Linked DNA regions of Sus scrofa: regions 2 and 3 are each linked to region 1. A link is a contact called in public Hi-C and HiChIP or PLAC-seq data. All regions are on one chromosome and are shown on one strand. The core of a region is the stretch at or near the end of the contact, and the rest is flanking DNA. Distances in the headings are between cores, read along the strand shown.

Region 1 (3,658 bases), core at 310-2,809:
GTTCCCAGGCTAGGGACTGAACCCCAGCTACAGCTGCCGGCCTGCTCTGCAGCCACAGCAACGCAGGATGTGAAGTGCATCTGCGACCTACACCCTACACCCTACACCAGAGCTCACGGCAACGCTGGATGCCTGTCCCACTGAACAAGGCCAGGGATCAAACCTGCATCCTCATGAATACTAGTCAGATTTATTTCCGCTGCACCACAACTGGCAACCCCTGGATTCCTGAATTACAAATAAAACCCCGGGGAACTTCTTCACAGCATGTGTAAGAACACAACTCTTTTTAAATCATGAAAACATTTGTTCTTGACTGAATCCACTCTTTGACTTGACCCAATGGGGTATTACAAATGGGACTGTACATAGAATTACGAGAAGGGGCTGGGAAGCCAGCCTGCATGGCTTGGTTAGAGGCAAGATTTATATATAACCTTGTTGTTCATGACAGGATTTATATGGGTTCCTATAACCTCGCACAAGCTCCTCTCACTTCTCTGTGGTCCAGTGTCCCATCTGTAAAATGGGACAATACCAGGACCCGAGGCTGTCTGGTGGAATAAAGGAGCGAAAATTGCAGGGAGTGGAAGAGTGTCCCCAACACTCGGAAAGCTCACTGCTCGTTGTACCACGCAACGCGTGTCTTCCCCCAGCATGACAGCCGCCTTACTCACTCAGCAGAAACCGATCCCTCAGCAGGGGCGCGGCCGGCGCTCACCCCGCAGTGCAGTCCTTTTGCAAGGGGAGCGCGCCCCCTTGCCTTGCTTCCATCAGATCCTGAACCGAATGAGAGCAGGCAGTGCAATTCGGAAAAGGGCACAGCTCTCGGCGGGAAAGGCTTCCCCACGCCGCGCTCCTTCAAAGCGCGATCTTGGACCAGCACCCTCGGTGTCCCCTGGGAGCTCGTTAAAAACGCGGACCTACTTGGGCGGGGTGGGAGGAGGACCCGGGCCCCAGTCCTTGGAAGGCCTCTTGCCGGCGGGAGCCGAACCTCGGGCGGACCCCACGGAGCAGTCGGCACACGCCGCGGCCTGGGGGCGGCAGCGGCCGTGGGGCTGGAGCTGGCTACCGGACAGACACACCAAACAGACCCACGCCCGTGGCTTGGGCGGGATTGTCCAGGTAATCGAGGTGCCCGGCCTGCCGGAATCCCAGCGCCACCTTGCTTTCAAATATAGGACCTGCTCTTTCCCGGCTAATGGGATACCAGTCGCCGGGCGCTAGGGAGTGAAGGGGCAGGGGTCCCTGGAGCCGCTCGTTCCCTCAACACCCGCAGCAAGAGTCAGAGCCTGAGCAGCCCCCGCCACTCGCCCAGGTACCACTGTTCCCAGAGAACTCACCTGTGGAACCCACAGCTCCCAAGGGAGGAACCAGGACCTGGAGAAGTGTTTTGCAGTCCCTCACAGTTCCCCTCCGAGACACAAGAGGTCGGTAGTCATCAGTTTCGTTCCCAGTTTCCTCTCCGCCGTCAACGCCGTGCCTCTCTCGCTCCAAGAAACATCTGTCTCGCGAGATCTCTCGGAAACTTACACAACCGGAAGACGACTGTGGTTCTCTTCCCTTTTGCGGCCATCGCTGAAGCGCCAGCGGGTGAGAATTTCCCCGGACAGTGCATATAATCTGCAGCCATCCGTTCACGAGCACGGTGGCTCTCGATCCCGGGGACCTAGATCATGTTCTGGAGGTCGAGTAGCAGCCAGAGAGGGGGGCCAGGATGGTCTCGGCCTGTTTTTCCCCTATCCAAAGGGCCTCCGGGCTGGGGGAGGAGGAGAGAGACTTTGGGACTTGGAAACCAGCGCTAAAGGGGAGGGAGCCTGTTGCGATGGAATCTAGCCTGTGCAGTGTGGTTTCCGAAGTAATGATCTCCATATAGTTTCTTGGTAAATGTGCAGAACTTTCAGATCGCGTTCGCCCGTCAGACGCCTTTTTGGACTCGAGTTCTGTGCGTTTTCCAGGTTCGGGATGAGGAGCCTGGTTTCATTCATTGTGGAGGGGTTCAAATGTGCTCACACTCCGTAGGCTAACGTTGATTGGTCTTTCTAAAACGTGATTCTATTTAAATTGAGTTGTCAATCTGCTTTGCCCTAATTCAGTAGATGTAAGTCCTATCTTAGCTTCCTTACACAAGAAGTTTAAAACAAGTGTTGATAGTGGAAAGTTCTGTTTTGGTGGAGTTAAAGGATTTATGACAATTTCTGTGAGCGTTGTAAACGTTCGAGATGAAACTGTTGCAGTTACTTGTTTATAAACTGAGTGAGGTTTTGGCCGTGTAAGGGTTTACATTTAATTTTTTATTTAGCCAAAATGAAGTTCAATCCTTTTGTGACCTCCGACCGAAGCAAGAACCGTAAAAGGCATTTCAATGCACCTTCCCACATTCGCAGGAAGATTATGTCTTCCCCTCTTTCCAAAGAGCTGAGACAGAAGTACAATGTTCGATCCATGCCCATCCGAAAGGACGATGAAGTTCAGGTATGTGCTGTGTTCTTATCATCATAGCGGATGTCCCACACATTTGGCATAGACGGTGGACTGCGTTCTGCAAGGGACACATCTGAGACACTGGCTCCCAGAACACGGAGTAGAAAGATGTTGAGCCAGGGACTAAAGTATAAAAAGTGTGCTGCTTTCTTCACCTTTACTTTGGTGAAAATCAGTTGCCCCAAGTATCAGATGCAGTCATAGTTAAACAAAAGAAAGATGGCTTGGAACCATAACATTAGATTGGGGAGTATTTTTTTCTGGGTATGTTTGGTTGTTGAGGAGGCATTTGAGGACTAGTAAACAATTGTGTGTCTGAGTCAAAATCCAGACAGCAGGGTTAACGAATCTGACTAGCATCCATGAGGATGGGGGCTTGATCCCTGGCCTCACTCAGTGGGTTGCCGGCGTTGCTGTAAGCTGTGGTGTAGGCCAGCAGCTGTAGCTCGGATTGGACCCCTAGCCTGGGAACTTCCATATGCCAAAGGTGCAGCCCTAAAAAGACCCAAAAAATCCAAACTATAGAAGTCCTAACTGAATCATGTTTCATATGATTGTTTGCAAACACTAGTAAATAATTTGTCAAATCTATTTAAGTGAAATTTTCTATAAATGTTTCCTACCTGATTAAAAGATTCAAGCAGTCTCTAAAGCAACTTCATGTTAGCAACATTATTAAAGTTCCCAAATAGTGGTAGGGGTTGAGAACAGCCATTTGTCCCTTCTGTGCTGGTGCTAAAACTGCCAGGAGATTTGGGAGGCAGTCTTCTCTGCTTTCAAGATATTTTTACATGAGAAAGTCTGACCAGAAGGAAACATCTGTTCAGAAGCTGTTTAGTAAGCTGCCAATCACTGGGACTCCTGGGTAGAGAATGAAGTTAGTTAACCTTTGGGAAAGAACTGGTATGCTCCCTTAAATATTAGCTGCTGCCCACTCTCTGGCAGTGAATTGGACACTTTAATGGGTTGTGAATTAAATATTTTTGGCCTCTGGCCTGTTCCTTTTGAGATGGGGTGACAGTTTCCTTGTCAACTTGGTCAAAAAATCAAGGTGAGCTTGTTGGCTTCCTTTTTTGGCTGCCCCACAGCATATGGAGTTCCCGGGCCAGGCATCAAATCTGAGCCGCAGTTGCTACTTACACTGCACAGCAACCCTGCATCCTTAACCCACCGC
Region 2 (3,658 bases), core at 508-3,007, 230 kb before region 1:
AGATTCAAAGCCAGGTCTTTGTGATCCAAAATCCTATGTTTTTTGGATCAGAATGGCAGCAGGCTCTGGGATTGGAGCTACGTATGATGAGAGTGGAGTCAGAAGAGCCGGGATGGCTGGATGGTCAAAGTAGAGGAGGGTACAATGTGGGAGCAGGGGAGAGGCAGGAGTTCAAGAAGTCTCGGGGCTGGTTTCATTACAGACAAAGGGCAGTTGGGAAGAAAGAGGTTTGGGGTGGATGGGTGAAGTGGAAGTGGGAAGAACACAGGTGTGGGACGTTCTGCTTTTGCAGTTGCCCATTCATCCAGGTAGGACATTTAGCAGACGGGTGAAAACGTACGGCCCAAGGGCTGGACAGATGCCATGGCTAGACATGCATTTAAGGACAGTCTCTTTATTATTGATTTCTCGTCGGGGCTGACATCTTTGTGACGTTGGATTCTGGTGAGCTTCCTGCCTTCTTCTTCTGATGGTCCACTGAGTTTGTTATAAAATTATGGGAAACCACGGACTTGGTGGCTGTTTGTGTTTGAAAGCTCTCTGCATGCAACACTGCATTCAGAAATGACTTCGGTGGCTGGCAAAGCTGAGACTCAGGCGTTTGAGGTGGAGTGTTTGGTCTTCTCTAAAAAGCATTTCGTTTTTGTTTTGTTTTGTTTTTGAATTCAGAAGAGGAATACCATTACATGCTATGTACAGTTAACTTGTGCTCATGTCCAGGCTGTGTTAAGAAGGACAGACTTCTTTGTGGAGCCAAGTCACAAGACACCTGGACAAGGGGCAGCTCACTGCAGCACTCAGGTGGGGGTGGGAGACCAGATGCACGAGGACAAAGGACAATACAGGGCCTGAGGTGGACTTCCCCAGGAAAGACTCTGCACTCAGCTGCCTTGGAACTTCTCTGAATTCCACCAACCCCTCCTTATCATTTCCTGCCTTGTTTTGTTTTTCGCTTTATTCATTTTTCAACTGACTGGATATTTCCTAGGCTTGCCACTTACATCACATCATAAGTATTAAAAGGCACCCATATCTAACAAGAAATAACTGCATCTTGCTGTGAATATTTTCTGAAAAGATTTTAATTTTCAGTTTTTGTAATAAATCACTTTATTCTGGTGACTTAAACTTTATTTATATACAATTATTTAACAGTTGTGTTGCAGTTGACTCGATAGTGCGGCCATTTCATTAACTCTTTATTAACTTTGATTTTTCTGGTTTCCTTTCCTTATTTTGTGTCCTTTGGCGTCCTTTCTTTTTTCCTTTAGGAAAATTAATAGGCCCTGGGGCATAAGACAGCCCTGCAGAACCTCGCCATAGCCCTTCAAGTAGGGCACTCGAATTAATGAACGAACGAACGAACGAACGAATGAGGCGAAGTCCTTCTCCCAAGTCCTCTCTCTCCAAGGCGGGTTCGCTTCTCAATGTTCTGGAATCTCAGCCCAGCCAGGAGGCCGGGTAGGGAGGCCCCTGCGCTCTCAAACTCCAAAACCGCAGCGGCGGAGGAAGCCGTCCGGCGCCCGCCGCTCAGCGGGCCGGGCAGGGTCAGCTCGGGTCCGGGGTCGCGACAGTGGCCGGAGCGCGGACTGCAGCCCGGGCCGCTGCAGGGCCGGTGCGCATGGGCAGAGCTGCACCCCGAGCCCGGCCTCCCCTCCCCCACTGCAGGTGAGCCGCAGAGCCGCGGCCCCCGCCCCCTGCAGCCCCGGGGGTGACGTCAGGCCTCTGGACCGCGCTCCGGCCCCGCCCCTGCAGGCAGCCTCCGGGGGCCCGCGACTCCGCGGTGGAAGCCGGTGCGGCTGCGGGGCACGGCGGCTGCGACAGGCAGAGGAGGCGGCGAGGCGCTCGAGAGGGCTGCCGCGGCGGCCTGACGCCAGGGCGAGGCGCGTCTAGGCGGAACACCGGCTCCTGCCGCCGCACACCTGCCCGGCAGTCCGCACAGCCGAGGCCGCTGCGGGGTCCGCACCCGCTGCCCGGAGGGATAGCTGGGCGCCCAGCCGGCCTCAGCTGTCCATCTCCGACCGAGCCAGCCAATCGCCCGCGATTGCCCCGGCCGCACCTCCCGGAATCTCTGACGGGCGTGCGTCGCAGCCTATGAGATGGGGGCCCCGGCGGCCCGGGCCGGGAGCGGGAGCCAATGAGCAACATTTCAGGTGGGTGGAGGGAGTGGAGCTCGGGGGAAGGTAGCTTCGTTCGGGTTGCTAACGTCTTCCCTTGGAGATGGGCGCTCAAACCGACCAGTGGGTCTGGGGGCGGTGGTGACGGGCGTGGAGCTGGCCCAATGAGGGTGGGAGTGGGTGGGGCAGCCCGGAGCAGCAGTGCTAAAGGAGCCCGGCGGAGGCAGCGGTGGGTTTGGGACTGAGGCGCCGGATCCGTGGTCGCGGCTGGGGACGTGCGCCGGAGCCACCATCTTCGGCTGAAGGTGAGAGGTGCGGCTGCCCGGGTCCGAGTGCGGCAGCCGGGGACCTGCGGACGGCTTGTAGGAGAGGGAAGGATCCCGGGCTGAGGGCCCGGGCCACTGTGGAGGGCAGGGACGGAGCGGCAGCCGGAGCTGGGGAAGATGGAAGGGGCTCTGGGCGGAGGGCTTGTGCTGCGGGGGCGGTAGATTCGTGCGAGGAAGGACCTTGGGGGTGACTGACGGGACCCCAGTGGGTGGAGAGACCCCTGGAGGGTCGGCGAATGAGGTCCTGGAGAGTGAGACCCATGCAGGGATCAAGGCCTGGGTGTGCGGGAAGATGACCCCTGGGGATGGAGCTCTAGAGGTGGGCATGTGCGGACCTGGTACTCGGCGTGCGGGATCCGTGGGACGTGGGGTTGGGGAGACTCGTTGCCCTCGTGGGGGTCCCGGAGGGTCCAGCGAGTCTGTGCCTGCCTCCCAGGAGGGGAGGGATCCTGGGGCGGGCTGGAAAGCGCCATCCCGGGTGGGGGTGGGGGTGGGGGCGCCGGACGGGAAGGACCCCTGGTGGGTTGCTGGGTGGGTGAGGCCGGGTCCGGCACCCCGAGTGCGGAGAGGGGCTCGCCGAGGGCTCGGAAGGCGGGCAGCGCCGGGACCTGGTGGTGGAGGGACCGGAGGGCAGGGTTGCGCACTGCCGGGGAAGCGCGCGGAGGGTGAGGGTCTGAGCTGCCTGCCGCCGGCGTGGGAAGGGTCGGGCTCCGCTGGTCCCGGGGGAGTAGGGAGGGAGGGTGGGGGCGTCTTACCAGGCGCTCCGGGGCCGGCGGGGGCCGGGAGTGGACGCCCGGCCAGGCCCGGGCGGTTTGGGGGGGCGAGGCGGGAAATGTGGCGGGGGCGCGCTGCAGCAGGGCGGCGGGGGGGAGGGTCAGCCCTCGCCTCGGGATCCCTTTATTGTGTAAGTGATCTGGGCAAGGCTCGCCGCAGAGTCGCTTCCTTGCCTCCTACAGTTGGGGGGGGTCACACCCTGATCCCGTAAAATCGGCCTGGAATGGGGTCGGAGGGAAGTTGAAGGCACAGAGTCCCGGCGTCCGCGGGGGCTTTGTGGGCCAGCGGTAGGCGGATGCGGCCCGGGGACCCGGGAGGCCCCCAGCCCGGCCTGCCTGGGAACTGGGGCCTTAGGAAGGAGGTTGGCGATTCGGCGGGTCTGGGCTCAGCTGGTGAGTTTTGGGTAACGTGGCCTCTGACTATGACCGTTATCTCTGTTCC
Region 3 (3,658 bases), core at 673-3,172, 180 kb after region 1:
TGGAAGGGACCGCCTAAACTCTTCCCCCCACACTCAAAGGTTTCTGTGTGGAGGGGGAGCAGGGAGATCAAAGCTGTGTTGTGAAAGGGTAGGGAAAGATGCTGGGGGTGGGGGTGCTGTGTTCTAGACCCCCTTATTATCCCAGTGTCCCCTGCCCCGCCTTCCCTCACCCCATGCCCCCAATTCTGTGGCGCATCCAGATTGTGAAAATGTACAATAAATGTGTAATGAGTAACCAGGTGGTGGTTTAAGATCTTTTCCTAACCAGTGGGAAGGGTGTTGGATCTGCAGGTAAAACAAGAAGGTTGAGAAGATACATCTGGAAGAGACTGAGCTTTGCCAAGGAACCTGACCTTGGGCAGGGCAAAGTGTGATCCCAAAAGTGGCCACAAGGGGGCACCAGGAATCGATAATGTGTTCATGAGCCCAGGGCCTCAGCCTGGTGAACCCTGCGGTCTGGGCTTCTCAGCTTTCCCCCCATTCCTTTTCTGAGGGCATTTTGCTGTTTCTTGGATCCCTTTCTACTCCTTGACTTAACTCTCAGGTGTTACGCAGTTGCTCCTGTGGTCATTTACTCCTAGACCTGAAATAGGTGGACAACTGGGAAACATCTCTTCCCCTTTGTGCCTAGAACAGTGCTAACATCCAGAAGGGTTAATAAATACTAATTGAACAAAACGGCTCAGGGAGACAGAGGTGAGTGTGGTGTGGAGTCGGCTGCAGGGCTTGCCACCCCTGCCCTGTGTGCAGTCAGACTGGTGACTCTGGACCCCCACACTGAACTCTTAATCTCCAGCAACAAATGCAGCCGATGTGGTACCCTTGCATCTCTGACCCCGGGCACTTCAACAGTAGGTGGGAGTGCTAGGTGAGCTCCGGAGGGCCCATTTTTCTGGGCGGCAACATGAGGGTTCCGCATAGGAAATCTCGATAATGTTTCCTAAACTTGTCGGCTCATGAGAACTACCAGGAATGCTTTTTAAAATAGATTTTCAGGCCCCTTCCCCGGAGATTGAGTCAGCAGTTGTAAGGGACCAAGTGATTCTTATAATTAGGTATACAGTCATTATCATAATGTTCACCATTTGTTGAGGGCTTACTATTTTCAGGACAGGTACTAAGAGCCTTTTTACCCTTCATCTACTGAGTTCTTTACAGGCTTAGGATTCCCGCAGGCTCTTGGACCCGCCTTCTTTATGTGGGAGATCTGGGTTCAAATCATGATCCCATTAGAGACTAGCTTGTTCTTCCGGACAGATTATGTAACCTCTCTGAATCTCAGTATCATTAGTGAGGCGGTGGGAAGTGAGCCGCCGCCTCTTCCGGCTTTATAAGAAGCGCGTGGCCTGGCCACAGAAAATAATCTGGGAGGTGGCTATCATCTTTTTGTCATCATCGTCACGCGGTACGGAGACCTGAAGACCGCTTCACCTAATGCTCACACCTTCCAGCTACTGGGAGTTTCAGGTCCAGAGTCCCAGCGCGGGGGCGCTCTTGTCACGCACGGGACGGCTCTCAAAGCGCCCCCCACAAAGTTACGGGCGCTCACATCTGCGCCTGCGCAGACTCGGCAGTCTAGGGTAAGAGTGTCGTCAAGGAAAATCCCCAGCTTCTAGGTAAACAACTTGCCGCGTGAGACCGCCTGCACGTGTCCTCTACAGCTCCGGAATGTCTCAGCCTATGAGAAAATTGGGAGGGCTGGACTGACGTTTGCGTCACCAATCTAGGCAGGCCGGGGGTGGAGTCACAGCCAATAAGAATTTCGGATGTGAGTGGGGGCGTGTCTTTCCTCAGACCTCCAATCAACGCGCTAGGGCGGCCCCTCCCGCACGTGGATCTGTCGCTTGGTAGGCAAACTGACCAATGAGAAGGTGACGGCGGCGGGCGGTGCCAATGGTAGCTGGGCGGAGGCGGGGGGGGCCCCGCACGCGGCGCGGGGCATGGGTCGGCGCCCTTAGGCCAATAAGCTTGAGGGGCGTGGCGTCCTGGTCGGCGGGCGAGGCTGAAGGAGCGAGTCCAAGTCTCCGAGATCCTAGTTGGGAAGAAACTGTACCGCGCGTGAGAGCCGAGCGGTGAGTGCTCCGGCGTGGTGGGGTGGGGAGCGGGGAGCGGCGGCGATTGGTATAGGTTTTTCCCGCGTGGCGTAAGGAGGAATGTTAATGCAGTACCGTGAAGGAGAATGTGTGGATATGTGATCGCCGCGGTGGGAGCTCTAGTGGTTGCAGGGAATAGGGGCCGCGAACTCAGTTCTAGAGAGAAGGGAGCAGGAATCACTGATTTAAGATCCCTCGCTATTCCAAGGTGCCTGGATCCCTGACTGCCGCGGGGAGGGGTTCGGAAGCGTTCGGCAGCCTGAGGGAGCTGAGACCTCTGCTCCCAGGAGGTACCGGACCCTTTAGAACCAGTGGGGGACGTTCCAGTGCGTGACTGTTGCTCGGGTAGGTGCCTTAAGCACTTGAAAGAGGCCAGGGCGGTGGAGGGAGAAGTTCTCGTCGTTGTTGCTTCTTCGGTTAAGGACGCCGTTTCTGTGAGGATGCAGGTTCTATCCCTTGGCCTCACTCAGTGGGTTAAGGATCATCAGCTGCAGCGTAGGTCGCAGATGCAGCTCGGATTCCTTGTTGCCCGTGGCTGTGCCGGTTGCTCCAGCTGCAGCTCCGATTGAACCTCTGGCCGGGGAACTCATGCCTCATTTGCGGCCAGCAGTAAAAAGGAAAAAAAAAAAAAAAGCAGGAGTTGTGAAGCTAGAGAGAGGCCCTGGTAGGGCAGGTGGGTGGGTACCAAGGGATTGACAAGGTGACTTGAAAAAGGGTGGTGTGATGATTTATGTGACCCTGAGCCAGTCACATCTTGGCTGTGGCTCTGGATGTCTCTCTCATGTGTAAAAAGAAGGGGTTGGGCCTCGGAGCCATCCTTGGGAGTGAGCGTGGGGTAGGAACTATTGGATCTCAAGAGGGAGGATGGATTTGTGCAGATTGGATGCACGTGTGTCTTCCTGAGTCCTTGGAGGGGAGGAGGCAGGAACTGGGTGCTCTGGTATCTGTCTGTACAAGTAACCAGGCCTGTGGTAAAGTGACCTGTGATGAGGTGGAGGAGTCAGGAAGTGGGGTTCCTAGCAGATCACTGGGGCTAGTGGCTGCCAGGGTGATCTCAAGGACTTTGTGAGAATATGAAAACTGGGACAATGCGATTTGAAGTGTGTAGAGAGTGCAGACTGACTGTTGGGGCGGGGGGGATGGCATCTGTGTTTCAGGCACCAAACTCAGAATGGGCTGGGTATTTGAGAGGCCCAGGTCCCCCAGAGGTGGTAACACCTCACAGGTTCTTGAAGGGTAAGAAGCCAGAACGACAAGCCATTAACAGAGTTCAGATTCGAATCCTGGGCCCCATTTGTTAAGAGTCAGAGAACATATTATGAAGCAACTTAGGCAAGTTTAGTAACTTCTGAGCCTTAGTCGGTCTTTGTGCAATGGGGATAATGATATCTATCTCACAGGCTTGTTCTGAAGATTAAATAAGTTAATGTATGTAAAGTACTCAGCAAAATGCCTGGGTCATATTTAAAAAAAATTTTTTTTAGCTAAAAAATATGGCTGTATGGTGACAGTAACAGGAATGGGTGAAAGATTTCTGTGAATGCTGTGGTTAGGGACTGACAATG

The links. Hi-C and Micro-C count contacts between places; a contact is called where the count stands out from the background. HiChIP or PLAC-seq counts read pairs in DNA pulled down with a chosen protein or histone mark.
Region 2: a contact with region 1 is called in a Hi-C map of embryonic fibroblasts, with 1.9 times the contacts expected there. The contact joins the promoter of MYH10 here to the promoter of RPL26 in region 1. A contact is called at or near these places in 2 of 47 Hi-C or Micro-C datasets (embryonic fibroblasts and liver).
Region 3: a contact with region 1 is called in an H3K27ac HiChIP or PLAC-seq map of alveolar macrophages. The contact joins the promoter of PER1 here to the promoter of RPL26 in region 1. A contact is called at or near these places in 1 of 47 Hi-C or Micro-C datasets (epiblast stem cells) and 1 of 2 datasets of contacts at active chromatin or transcription factors (alveolar macrophages).

What each region holds. Positions count from the first base shown.
Region 1 is chr12:53,551,354-53,555,011 of Sscrofa11.1, reverse strand. RPL26 (ribosomal protein L26) reads left to right here and starts at 1,559. Exons shown (of 4, transcript NM_001243458.1): 1 at 1,559-1,593; 2 at 2,303-2,475. The coding sequence starts at 2,308. It also overlaps a transcript of NDEL1 not described here.
Region 2 is chr12:53,779,651-53,783,308 of Sscrofa11.1, reverse strand. It overlaps MYH10 (myosin-10), which reads left to right and starts at 1,757. Exons shown (of 44, transcript XM_021067863.1): 1 at 1,757-2,153. The coding sequence starts at 2,095.
Region 3 is chr12:53,374,987-53,378,644 of Sscrofa11.1, reverse strand. It overlaps PER1 (period circadian protein homolog 1), which reads left to right and starts at 1,922. Exons shown (of 24, transcript XM_005657042.3): 1 at 1,922-2,072; 2 at 2,302-2,438. VAMP2 (vesicle-associated membrane protein 2) reads left to right here. Exons shown (of 5, transcript XM_003358281.5): 5 at 1-238.